Linked DNA regions of Rattus norvegicus: region 2 is linked to region 1. The links are chromatin contacts, called in public Hi-C maps. All regions are on one chromosome and are shown on one strand. Each heading gives the region's core, a stretch centred on a gene start, on an enhancer-like site or on the middle of the called end of the contact. The rest is flanking DNA. Distances are from core to core; before and after follow the strand shown.

The links. A called contact is a pair of places that touch in the nucleus more often than the background predicts.
Region 2: a Hi-C map of the A7r5 cell line shows a contact between it and region 1, with 2.4 times the contacts expected there. The contact joins the promoter of Lipogenin here to the enhancer-like site in region 1. A contact is called at or near these places in 2 of 12 Hi-C or Micro-C datasets (the A7r5 cell line and Schwann cells).

What each region holds. Positions count from the first base shown.
Region 1 is chr4:58,118,752-58,121,451 of GRCr8, forward strand. Snd1 (staphylococcal nuclease and tudor domain containing 1) reads left to right here. Exons shown (of 24, transcript NM_022694.2): 10 at 2,236-2,349. Among named protein-coding and RNA genes, the nearest start is that of Snd1, 59 kb to the left of the region's middle. Within about 2 kb of position 1,255, at least 10 of the 93 cell types and tissues checked have an H3K27ac peak or open chromatin away from gene starts, as enhancers often do. A contact at or near this core is called in the A7r5 cell line, where this site is marked.
Region 2 is chr4:58,320,404-58,323,103 of GRCr8, forward strand. It overlaps Lipogenin, which reads left to right and starts at 1,328. Exons shown (of 1, transcript NM_145790.2): 1 at 1,328-2,583. The coding sequence starts at 2,130. The coding sequence ends at 2,522. All of the region lies in intron 15 of Snd1 (staphylococcal nuclease and tudor domain containing 1), which reads left to right.

The DNA.
Region 1 (2,700 bases), core at 5-2,504:
GTTAGAATTGCAGACTAGCACACATCATGAATAAGACACGTCATGAAGCCCACATCCCTCAGATGTCTGTCACCTGTTTTCTTTTTACGCAAATGCAGGGTTTTGAAGGATTGAGACATAGACACTGAGCCTTTTCTGTTTGGGTCTGTTGTCCACTGTTGATAGCTTTGGGAAGGTATTTTATTGCCATGAGTTCTTCTTGGCATTAATATGTCTAGATGGTAGCAGACATAATAAGCTTTTCGCTTTTGGCTTCTGTAACTGAATACATATTTTGGGTTGTATCTTCTAGACATTAAGTACTTTGTGGGTTTTTGGAGGGTCTTGGTACTTTGACACTACCCAGTTCTGATAACCAGCCCTAACCCTAGTTTGACCTCATAGTATATATTTTTATTACCTCTCATCTTCAAGTTTCTCTGTCCAGGAAAAGTTTTGGTTCTGACTCTGGGTTTTAGGATTTAGCCCTCTGACTCAGATCTGTTATAAGGCCATAGGAAAATGATTATGGCTACTTGACATTGACTTTTGCTTCTTTAAGAGTTGCAGGTTAATCTTAATGTGTAGTAGGAAAATAACAATTCCTAATTTCCTTTAGTCTGGTCAGACCTTTCGTTATCTGAGGCCTTTTCTCTGTGCTGCTTCCATTACTCAGAGGTCAAACCCAGACCTTTCCGTCTGCCAGCCACAGCCTTCCATGCACTCACAGCTGGATTCTAACGGCGTCTGCTTCCTTCTTTCTGGTGGACTGAGCTGCTACCGCTTTCTGTCATGCATATTTTCTAACTTGTTTCGGCTGTTTGCTCATTCTTAAGATTGTCCCTTAGAGCATGCCTTATTCTTTTTGGTATGGGATTGGCTGGCTCTTTGTAAAGGTGGAGAATAGATGTTTTTGATGAGTCTACAAATAAATGAGTGTATTCTTTGCTGAAGAGTTTGCCTTGTAAGAAATAGGTTTCCTTTAAGATACTGCCTAGTGTCCCATCTCTCATGGGAACAGATGGTCTAAGTGCTTTTGTTTCATGCATCAAAGAGGAGAGAATTTTTGTCAGTCTTCCCTCCCTGGTGGCAGCTGACCCTGGGTTCAGCCATCAGAGCTTCCTGCTGGGGGCCTGATTGAAGCAGAGCAGAGCCTGATCTTCACTCTGCAGATGGAGTGGGTGGTGAGCATATTTGGTCAGCGACTACCTTGTAATGCTCGAAAAGAAGGAAGAAAAAGAGAACCCCCAACAGCCTTGGAACAACAGGGCCTGGGCATAGCTGGGTGCATTGCTGGCTGCATTACAGGTTCTGGCCATAACTGTGGTGTGTGTGGCACTGTCCCAGTGTGTATACACTGGTGGGATGCTGGAACCTCCACAGAGCACATTTGTGCCTCTGTCCTTCAAATCGGTATCCTTGTACTCCAGCCTGGGAGCGAATCATTTCAGCTGATAGTGGAGCGCATTGGTAACGATTTCTGGTTTCCAAAACCAGACATGTCCGTACTAGCATTCTGAAAGGATAGCTTGTAGAGTAGCTGAGGTAATATTTTAGCAATTTAATATTTCTGCCTATGAGATGAACGACTAGGCAGCTTCTTTCCTGAGTGAGATGACAGCTCTTTTTGTCCTTCAGGCATCTTTGATTTTTCTGCTTTCTATTGGGGCATCTCATGGGGTTCTTTCTCATGTAGTGAGAGTGGTACCCTTTTCTCCTCCAACCCGTGTCTCTTTCACCAGAGTCATTGAGTTGGGATTTTGACTTGTAGTTTTAAACTTGCATCAAGAAAAATCTCAGTGAAGACTGGATTTAATGTGTTGCTTTTTAAGTTATTATTCTTATTTAAGCAGAGTTTTTACTGTCTAACCCTGGCTGTCTCATTTTGGAACTTCTAGTACAGCCCCCACCGGCCTCAAGCTTAGTGGTCCTCTTGCCTCTGCGTCTTGAGGGCTTAGACTGTAGGTATGTGGACCATGGTTTCTTGTTTTTTAACCTGCTAGTTAACCTCAAGAGATAAAGACTGATCATCTTTGTGAATGAAGCAGCTTTTCTTTTACTGAGAGATCATTATATGGTTTTGGGAATAATATTATTGTGTATTTTCTCTGGCATTGTTGGTAGGAAGACAGTATCCGGTCTATTGCAGACGGCTGCTTCCCTCACTTTCATGTCTGATTGTGATAGGCCTGGCACTTTGCTGTGTGGCGAGGACTATGGAAGCCAGTTCAAACATTGTTGCCTTCTTACTTACAGGTAATGCAGGTTTTGAATGCTGATGCCATTGTTGTGAAGCTGAATTCTGGAGACTACAAGACCATCCACCTGTCAAGCATCCGACCACCAAGGTTGGAGGGAGACAACATACAGGTAAGAACAGGAAAATGTGCTGGTGACGTTTCTACTACCGTGATTTAAAGCACCATGACTGAGGCAGCTTGTAGAAGGCAGAGTTTCTTTCCTATATGGTTTTAGAAGGACAGGAGTCTGTTGGTGGGGAACCATGGCAGCAGCAACAGCGGCAGTGGGACCTGAGTGCTGCTCGAAGCTCACATTTGGACATTTGGAGGTGAGGGCAGTAAGAACACGCACTAGGCCGTGAGGCTTTGAAATGTCAGAGTCCACAACCAGTGACGTACTTCTAGCATGGCATCTCCTAGACCTCCCTAAAACAGTCCCAGCAACTGAGAACCAGGCCTTCAAATATATGAACCTATGAGG
Region 2 (2,700 bases), core at 78-2,577, 200 kb after region 1:
ATCCAAGAAGATGTGGAGCTTTTCTTTTAGCAGATTGGCTATCCAGGCTGAACACCTTTGCCTGTATCAGTTCTCAGAAGATTGCCTTACAGAAAGGTTGTAGTCATCATGGCTTCTGTTCCAGCATACAAACATCTCAGTTTGGTACTTTACTCCCATTGAGCTCAGTGGTGTGGCCTCAGCTGGAGGTTTCTGCAGGCTCACTGCTGCTCAGGCAGGTGGAAGAGCAAGCCTCTGACTGTAGGATGATTGTCTACCCTCTTTAAATCAGGAATCGGCCCCAGAATGGGCTGCCTCATAACTTTTGAGACATTCATTGGCATGGTTATTTAATAGTATTTTCTGTCCTCTGGGCGCCATCTTAAGGAAGATAGAAATGCATGATAAAGTTGGAGCCTTCTAGCAGGAAGCAATGTATAAACATAAAGGAGAACAAATATTTTAAGGCTAAGGTAGCTGGGCTTAGTGGTTCATATCAGTAATCCCAATACATGGGAGGCTAGGGGAGGAAGATTGCCGTATTACCAGGCCAGCCTCGAGTAGTCTCAAAACAAAATGTGAGGTAAGAGAAAGGGAATCAGAACCTTAAGTTACAAACAGGAGGCTCACTTGGAAAGTCTGTAACAGTAAGTAAGCATTGTGAGACGCTCAGAGGGCTAACCCACAAGTTTTAGATTCAGAGACCAGTGGGGCAGACTGACAGTTTATGCCAAAGCAGGGAAGGCACCCTGATGCATGGTATTTCAATGGTATCTCATCTTCAATGAGAATGGAGAGGCTTTAGTAAGAGACTAGAAATGCCCAAATCTGGGGTGGACCATAGGGCTCAAAAGGATATCATAGAGTATTTTAGGAGAGGAGAGGGAAGGCTTTTTGATCAAGGCAAAGTCATCAGTAAAAATGAAATTTGTTCAGCATCCTTTAAGGAAGCCACAGACCTTGTAGCTGAAACACGTAAGGATTCTGATTTCCAGATTCCTCAATAATTGTTTCAACCAGACCAGTCCGATTATCTTGGCATGATGCTGATGACCAGGGTTGTGGGAGACAGCAAGGCGCCTATGGCAGTTCTGTGTTAGCCTGTGTCATGTCAGCCAGGGGCTTTTCCTTGTGGTACCCTGGTGGAGTGTGTCAGACTTCTGTGGCCTCCAAGTCATGCTGTTCAACCTATACCATCTCACTTGGTTCTGTGTGCCAAAGAAACATTGTCTAATCCTCCTCTGGGAAGGGCCCTTGGAATGCCTTTGGGTAGTCACTGAGAAGATTCCTTCTGAACTCTTCCACTCTGCAGAAGGCTGCTGTGCGTTTGTGTTCTTACTAGTTCAGAGTTTTGGGTTAGGTGAGATGAGGGTGATCCTCGGTAGAAACAAAACCTGTCATTCACAGTGAGTAAGAGCCCTGAGAATGAGCCAGAAGCAGGCCATGTGCTTTTTCCTTTACAGTTCCTGCTCTTGCTTTCCTACTTCCAAAAGAGCTCCGTGCTGAATCTTCTTTGGGCAGCAGAGGGTGAAGAGGACGTTTCCAGGGTTCTGATAGGTCCATTGGCGTGTGTCCAGTCCTAGCACTGTCGTTCTGGTGGTGCCCATTGCATTCCGTGGTGTTTTCAGAATCCGTTTCAGGAGAGAGTTGTTGTAGTTTTCTTTCAACACCATTACCTCAGCTTGCTGGCATTTCCCATCAGCCACCAGTACTGATGGAAAGGCAACCCAGATTAGGCTACTCTCCACTAGCCCAGCTTTATGGGGCCATCCATTTGCCAAAAGGATAATAGAAGCAGACCCTGGATGTAAGACAGGGAACATAAAAAAATAATTTGATAATTTAAAAGGAGTGATGGGGGATGGCTCAGCAGCTAAGAGCACTCGTTTACAAATTTGGTTCTAGCACCCACATGGCAGCTCACAACTCTCTGTAACACTAGTCCCAGCTGATCTGACACCCCCTTTTGGCCTCCACAGGCACCAGGCAAGCACATAGTACACAGACCTCCATGCAAGCAAACCATCCATACATAGAACAACTAATAACTATTTTTAAGAGAAATGACATTTCTTGTAGTGAGTAATCTTGGTGTGAACAGTACACACTACTTATAAGAAATATCTTGGTTGCTATGAGAACTACCTCTCATGTATTCTTTTCAAACTACACATCATTTAATCTGTTCATTATTAAACAATAAATTGGTCGTGGCCCTTCTCTTCGGCCCCAGGTCATTGCTCCCCTTGCAGCTTGTTCATAAAGTTATTGGGGCTTCTCCAACTGAGGTGTGGATTTGCATGGGATTGTACAGTTTGTGTGGGAGCTGCACACTTAAGTTGCCCAGTGTGGGCCACCATGTGCATTCCTCCAGTTGGCCTTTAGAAGGCCTCACAGACTTTGGCTCACCATGCATGAGACCATTGAAGAGGCACTGGGAGGGGGCTGGAGAGATGGCTCAGTGGTTAAGGGCACTGACTGCTCTTCTAGAGGTCCTGAGTTCAAATCCCAGCAACCACATGGTGGCTAACAACCATCTGTAATGGGATCCAATGCCCTCTTCTGGCGTGTCTGAAGACAGCTACAGTGTACTTATATATTAATAAATAAATACATCTTTTAACAAAAAAAAAAAAAAAGAAGAAGAAGAAGAGGCACTGGGAGCTGTGCCTCATTTCAGAGCAATAGGAACATTCCCATTCTGGTGGAGAGGTGCCAGGC